Regions from separate parts of the Mus musculus genome. Here region 2 is linked to region 1. A link is a contact called in public Hi-C data. All regions are on one chromosome and are shown on one strand. Each heading gives the region's core, a stretch centred on a gene start, on an enhancer-like site or on the middle of the called end of the contact. The rest is flanking DNA. Distances are from core to core; before and after follow the strand shown. Region 1 has its middle 62 kb from the start of 1600027J07Rik. Region 2 has its middle 92 kb from the start of Gm39235.

The links. Hi-C and Micro-C count contacts between places; a contact is called where the count stands out from the background.
Region 2: a Hi-C map of uterus shows a contact between it and region 1, with 6 times the contacts expected there. The contact joins two enhancer-like sites. A contact is called at or near these places in 9 of 484 Hi-C or Micro-C datasets (cranial neural crest, embryonic fibroblasts, nephron progenitors and 1 more).

What each region holds. Positions count from the first base shown.
Region 1 is chr8:103,407,925-103,411,443 of GRCm38.p6, forward strand. No RefSeq gene overlaps it. Among named protein-coding and RNA genes, the nearest start is that of 1600027J07Rik, 62 kb to the left of the region's middle. Within about 2 kb of position 1,812, at least 54 of the 459 cell types and tissues checked have an H3K27ac peak or open chromatin away from gene starts, as enhancers often do. A contact at or near this core is called in nephron progenitors and uterus, where this site is marked.
Region 2 is chr8:103,812,822-103,816,340 of GRCm38.p6, forward strand. No RefSeq gene overlaps it. Among named protein-coding and RNA genes, the nearest start is that of Gm39235, 92 kb to the left of the region's middle. Within about 2 kb of position 1,945, at least 39 of the 459 cell types and tissues checked have an H3K27ac peak or open chromatin away from gene starts, as enhancers often do. A contact at or near this core is called in nephron progenitors and uterus, where this site is marked.

The DNA of each region.
Region 1 (3,519 bases), core at 562-3,061:
AGTTAGAACCTGAAATTCCATAGCTGTCCAATGCCCTGGCCCCAAAATGGCTGAAAAAATTTAAACTGCTGGTTTATTTTCTCCTCTCTTAAAATTACTGTTGTTGTTGTTTTTTTTTTTTTAATTTAATTTTCCTACTTAACGTTTTCCCAGCAAAGCCGTTGAACTTTTTTTTTTTTTCAGACTTAACCACAGGATGAATTTCTCTGCATTAATGAGCAAAAATGAGCTGACAAGATGAGGCACATCCAAATGGAAAATAAATAAATAAATAAATAAATGGCCTAACCATACCATAGGAATGCACCGGATGGATGGATGGATGGATGGATGGATGATGTCCCCAACGCCATACTGTGTTTCACTTGGCTTCACACATGATGGTTACTGTCTCCTATCTAAGGCCTGTGGCAACTTCTAATTCCCCCTGAAAAACGTCTTTGGAAAACCAACTTCTGATGACATTTCTGAGTCTCTGGATTGTCTCTCCTAAGGAATCTAGCTAAAGCATGATCACTTAGGACAGAAACTGAACACAAAAGGATTCCCTGAAGGCACGGTGATAAAAAGGAGAAATAGAGTTGGCTGTTTACTCCAGTGCAATGATAAACTCTGCGAAGCTTAGGTACTTCTAGCTCAGCTTCTGACTTGTGTAGTCACAGACATCTGGCCCCCAGGCCTGTTGGATGGATGGAAGGTCACATTGCATGTCACTATGTAGGACCCACCCCCAAGCCTGGGGAGAGCAGCTTCCTTGCAGTTGTTCATTTTCCCCATGTAAGGAAAGTCGTCTTTTAAAAACCATGTGTGGTGTAGCATTTTCTATTAAAGAAAGGAAGGAAAGATGGAGGGAAAGAGGGAGATAGAGGAAAAGAAGAGAGCACAAGAGAGGAAAGAAATGAAGGAGGAAGGGAGGGAGGGAAGGAGCGAGGAAGGAAGAAGGGAAAAGAAGGAAGAAAAGGAAAAAAGGAGAGAAGAAAGAAAGGAAGTAGGATGGAAGGACAGAGGAGGGAGAGAAGGAAGAGAAAGAAGGGAAGGAAGTAAAGAAGAAAAGAAGGAAGGAAGGGAATAAAGGAGAGAGAGGGGAAGAAAAGAAGGAAGGAAGGGAGTAAAGGAGAGAGAGAGAGCCAACCCAGGGCTTAATTTTCTGCCTTTGCGTCTGCCCAGCTTCACTCCAGTTGGTTCTCATTTGTGGCAATGTGTACTTTGGAAGCAGAGCTCTCTGCCTGCCTTCCCGTTAACTCCCACCACCTGGGATATGTTATTTTGACAGGGGCAGGGATTCTGATGCTCCCACTCTGCACTGTAAAAACAGACTGTAAAAGAGGTCATCTTTTGGGGGGAGGGGCTGGAGGGGTTGTCTTGCCTGAGCCCTCCTGTAGGACTGTACTGGGAATGCAAAGCCTGGGATCCAGATCCACATACCCATCCAAGAATTGCAAACCCCAGACTCATTTGGGTGGGGTGATGGCTCTCTGAAGCTGTCTCCTCTGTTTGCATCACTTAGGGGGTGAGTCTAATCAAGATGGGCTGTGTGAGTTCAAAACAGCTGGAAAGCATTACAGGTCAAAAGTTGAAATCAAGTTAAGAACAATCGGAATGTGCAAGCCTGTTGTTTCTAATCTCTGCTTCTTCCTCCAATCCGTTCAGTTCTCCTCCTGGAATGGAATGTTTTGGTCAAGGCTGGTGTTGACTTGTGGGCCAGTGAAGGTGTAGTCATGAAGCCAGCATTGAAGAAGTCAACAGGAGGACAGCTTATATTTGCTAGGAAAACAAAGAAGGGGCAGACTCCAGGTGAAACTAGAAAGAAGGCACATATAAGAGACAGAGATATTAATGCTGGAAAGATTACTGCAAACTGTCCAAACCCCTTCCCTACCTACAACTGTGAGAAACAGAACCAGAGACATGCACGTCCATCTCAAAATCACACAGCATTTAATGGCTAAACCTCATGAGAGCTTAGCATAGGTGGGGGACTGCCATGACTTAATACAAAGAGATGAGATTTTCCTAGTCTATTGACCTTTGGCTGATAGAGCTTCTTCTGTTCTTCAGTCACTGGTCCACATCTCCTCTTTGCCACTACCCTCTTGGTGTAGTCTCCTTTCCCACTTTTGAGTCTGGGTTCTTGCTGTCCTTGTGTTATTCTTTTTTTTTTTAATTTTTAATGATTTTTTTTTTGCAAATTTCACATCATGTACCCCAATCTCACTCATCTTCCCATTCCTTTGTACCCACCCAAAATAAGATACAAAGAAAAATCTCATGGAAGCTACAGTGTGTCACAGTATGTCCCACACTACACCCTTTTGTTCATACACCTTTATTTGCAAATGTTCATTTCAATAAATCATTTTTCTATCTATTTAGAGGCCTCTAGCTTGTGCTACACTATCAATACTCTATCCTCATGGGGACTCTTTTCAGATACTCTGCTGATGTCCTATGTCATAAAGATCTTGCAGCTTTGGATCTGCAGGACCAGTCCTTTCCCCCATCCCAGCAGATCATAGATAGCGTAGATGTTGAGGTGGGTCAACTTGAAGCTCTGGATCTGGGCCTGGGAGGTAGCTGAATTTGCCAACTCACCAGTTCTCCTGTACCACTACCACCAGAACAATTTCTCTAGTGCTGCCCAGGCTAGCTCACCCAGTGCCACAGAAGGCAAGGGGCAGAGTCCACTCTCCAGCTCTCATGTCCTCAAGGCCAGCTCATGTGTGCTTTGTGAAGGAGGGCATCTCTTCCTCACCTACCCCACCCCATCCCATGGCAGACCAGGGGCAAGGCCAACTCTCCTGCACTCTTGCCCACAGGGACTACTTTCCTGAACCCCACCACCAGGATCAGCTCTACTGGGCTGCCGAGGTGAGGGTACAGGGCCTGTTCTCACTCTACTGAGTGCTGGAATGCATGAGCCACAAGGCCAGCTTTGATCCTCTCATGATTTTGGTGCCAGCTCACCTGCCTGGCACAGGCTGTACAAGGATGGTGGGAAGGAGGGCATCTCTCCCTCACCCGAGCCACGCCACTGAAAGATGGCAGACTAGGGGCAGGGCCAGCTCTCCAGTACTCACACTCTCAGGCTAGCTTACCTGCTCCCCTGCTGTCATGGGCAGCTCTATTATCCTACCCAGGCAAGGGGTAAAGCCAACTCAGCACGGTGCCTCATGCAGCAGTCTGGACTAGGGACATCTGCATGGCTTTTGGTGGTAACACAGGCCTGGGACGTCAACATAGATCACAACTGCTGTAGGGTCACAAACCTAGACATAGTCCCCGGCAGCAACATGAGCCCAGATGTCCCTATGACCTAGGGCGACAGTACAGGTCACTCAGATGAGCATGTCCCCCATGACAGCACCACCTTCAGATATTCACATGGTTTCTGGTGGCATCTGCTTGGCCTTTGGTGATAACTCTGTCCACAGATATCAACACAGACCCTACCTGCAGCAGGACCCTTGGTGGCAGGCCAGGCCAGGATCTCACCATGACCTCCTCCTCATCGCTGCCTAT
Region 2 (3,519 bases), core at 695-3,194, 410 kb after region 1:
TGGAGCTCCCACTGCCAAGTTCCCCTAACTTCTCTGGGCTTCTGTTTCTCCTTCTCACTCTATGCTGTATTTTTATTAGAACCGATGAACAGGCCAGCACATCAGCTCAGAGCTAGGCAGGAAGCTTGCCCACTTTGCCAGCCCCTCCTGGTGTCCATTTTTTTTTCAAACATCGAATATTAGAAAATCTTTGTCCTTTGTCCTAGTTTTGTAAGCAAGCCAGTAAGGACCCACACTGTTGATGACTTGGGTAGGTCCTAGTCTTGGTTCTGATATCTACTGGACATCAGCTTCCTGGTCTTTGGGTTGTGGTTCCACCCCTTCTGAAACGGCAGCTGTCTATCTCTTATCGGGGAAGCTTTTGCGGGGATAGCAACCTACCTGTCAGTACATGAGAGGCACAGTAGTTCTGGGTTGCTGTAGAGATGAGGACCACTGACCATCAACTGTTAATCTTGACTGCCAGCTAGAACTAAATATCTAAGTGTGTCTGTGGAGAAGTTTCTAGGCTGGTTAAATGAGAAGCCCCATTCCATGAGCTGGGATCTCCTAAAAAGCAGGGGTGGGAGGGGGCTGGGGCAAAGGCGACTAAGCAACAGCATTCAGTACTCTCTGCTCCCTGACTGGGGATACAATGCAGGGAGCTGCCACAAGCTCCTGCCATCTTGACTTTCTCACCTAGGACTGCAGACCCAACTAAGTTGCTCCTCCTTTAAGTTGGTTTCGTCAAGTATTCTGTCACAGAAGGAGATAAAGCCACTAATACACCCAAGCACAAATGTATCGAATAACAGGAAGGCACCCGAAGCAGCCAGGCATGGACTTCCCAAATGACTCTGAGGGAGTCTTAGTACTCCCTCGGAGTACTATGTACTCATAGTCTATAGTACTCATCTATAGAACAGGTGAGCTCCTTCCTAATCAGAAACTAAACTTGATGGGAAGAGCCCAGGCTGGGTGTTGTCGTGTTTTATCTTAAAGCATGCAGGAACTGCCTTAGCTCCTCCAGTCAGGGTAAGAATAGCCGCTCAAGACGAGTCTGAGCTACCCACCCTGCTCCACGTCCTTCAAGGAGAACCAACCCAATCTGTGTCTCAACTCTTTGGTCCCAACTTCAAATAAGTAGGGATGTTTCTGTGGCTTCCTCGCAAATAGCTTGTAGTCTCAGATCAGAACGGAACGGAATGGATGCTCTGAGGCATGCTGGGAGTTCTGCCAGTTTGGAGGAGGGGTAGATAATTAAGGAAATCATGGTGAATTAAGCTTTCTGCAATGAAGCGCAAACATCTTTTCACAAACAGCGGCACCCTGTTAGCTTATGTTTTGCCAGAGAGAGAGGCAGGGTCTATCCACCGGGGTTTTCAGCCTGGTAAAACACATCTGGCTAGGAAGCCAAATATTTAAGGGTCATTAAAATCCCAGACTCCCTTTGCCAAGAACTTTTCTCCTTTGTTATTCAAGTGCAGAGCAGTTATGGAAAATGCATCCCATATGGTTTGTGAGGCATTCCTATTTACTCCACCAAACCGCGGCTTTGAAAGAGCTTTTTGATGTCAAAGATGCGTTCAGATTTTATAGACTTTTCCAGTACAGCTTTTAAGGCATCTCCCTTTGAACCCGAAATATTTGCCAAGAGTAAACAGAACCAAAAACCACAAGGGGTCAAGAGCTTTGTTGCAAACTAAGACCTCAGCTTTATCTAGAGCTTCCAGAGGTTTGAGGCCCCACCCCCAAAAAAAGCTTCACAAAAGATCATGTTTCCTGCATAAGTTACATGAAAATAAATACTCTAATGTATTCCTATTTTATTAATAACGTAACACCCTCACCCACCACCTCCCACCAAGAAGCAAGGATGGAAGATAGTCACACACTTAAACTATTAACAGAACTTTGGAAAGTTGGAAAAAAAATAAAAATGTCTCCAAGTCAAAAAGCAGAGTGTATTTATAAATTCTTTTTCAGTGAGGGTTTCTCCACTGTAATGGGCAAAGCAAACAGGCACAGACCTCGGAAGAGCTTGAAGATCCTGGAGCACACAGACCTTCCAGGGCTCTCAGAACAGAGAGAGTGTTTGAGAATAGTTCCTTTTGATAGATGGGGAAACTGAGGACCAGATCCCTGCATTGGCCAACAGCGGAATCCAGGACTTGGAGCTCCCAACCAGTCTTCTTTCCTCTCTTCCTCTTCCCATTCTCGCCCTTCTCCCACTCAGCTTCTGTGACCTTAGGGGCATCCTCCAACACATGTCTCCTCTGTCCCTTAAGTTCTTTCTCCACTCAGGGAGACAGTGCCTTCTTAGGTCATTCACGAGCATCTACTTAGGATTCCATAGGTGTACATGAGTGTCTGAGCAAATCTTTCACCACTTGCTCTACCACAGCACCACTCGCTGCCTTCCTAACCTAGACCCCATTCTCAGCACCGGTGTCTTCCAACTTACTCGGTCCCACCCACTCTGCTGTCTCCTGGCCCTGAGTTCACATACCTTATTGCTGACCCAGGACCTTTGCTCTGTACCCCTCTGTGACCCCTTTGCTTCTCTGCACAGTGGATCTTACAGTTCTTAGCCCAGGGGCTTCTTTTGTAGCTATTGGATGTAAAGCAGGGTGTCTGCACAGTGACTCCTATGTGCACAGTGACTCCTATGTGCACAGTTATTGGCTGCTGAACACACCCTTCCCACTCAAACTGGACAGAGAGCTTCAGAATATCATGTCATGCAAAGGGACCATGTGTCATTTCCTGCTGCAACCTGAGGGTGCAACATAATGCTAAGCTGGAAGCATAGCTTATTAGGACGCCTATCTCCTGGCCTGGGCTCCTCCTATTGGCCAGAAATAAAAGAAGGAAAAAAGGATGGAAGGAAAACAGGAAAAGGGAGGGTGAGAGAAGGAGGATAGAGGAATGAGGTGGAGAGGGAAGTGGCTCACTGTGTTTAGAACTTAAATAGTCTCTGCTTTTTCTACCTCTTTCAGGAGCATCCTTCCGTTTCCCACTGAGGCTCTGCATTCCTCTGACTTTTTCAGTCATTTGTCAACCAGTTCTCAGGTCCCCCAGGTACTCTGAGATGCCAGGGTCTCCAGAGGAAGTCTGAAATTTTAGTTAGAATCATAAAACCTGAACTTACAAGTAACAAAATGCTTTAGTGGTGGCAACTGAAGCAGCTATTTGCCATGAGAGGGGACCCAGGAAAAGGTGGAGACTGCAAATCTTGGTAGAGATAACCATACTGCTTTGTGCACCTCACGGAACTACGGGGATAAGCATGGCTTCTGAACATGCCTGCACCGTAGCCTCAGTTTTCAAAAGCTCCAGTGGGCGTCTTCCTGTTGCTTGACTTGGCTCCTTCAGATCTCAAGTGTCATCCTTGAAAGGTCACATCTGTACTTTTCATTTGTGTTTTTATGAGCGAAAGGAAGCTCTTGGGATCAGCATAGGGCCCACGGTGGTGACGAGATCAGTCATGCCCTTTCTTCTCCGAAGGCCCTGTTGGAGGAGGAGCAGTCCTAGTAAAGA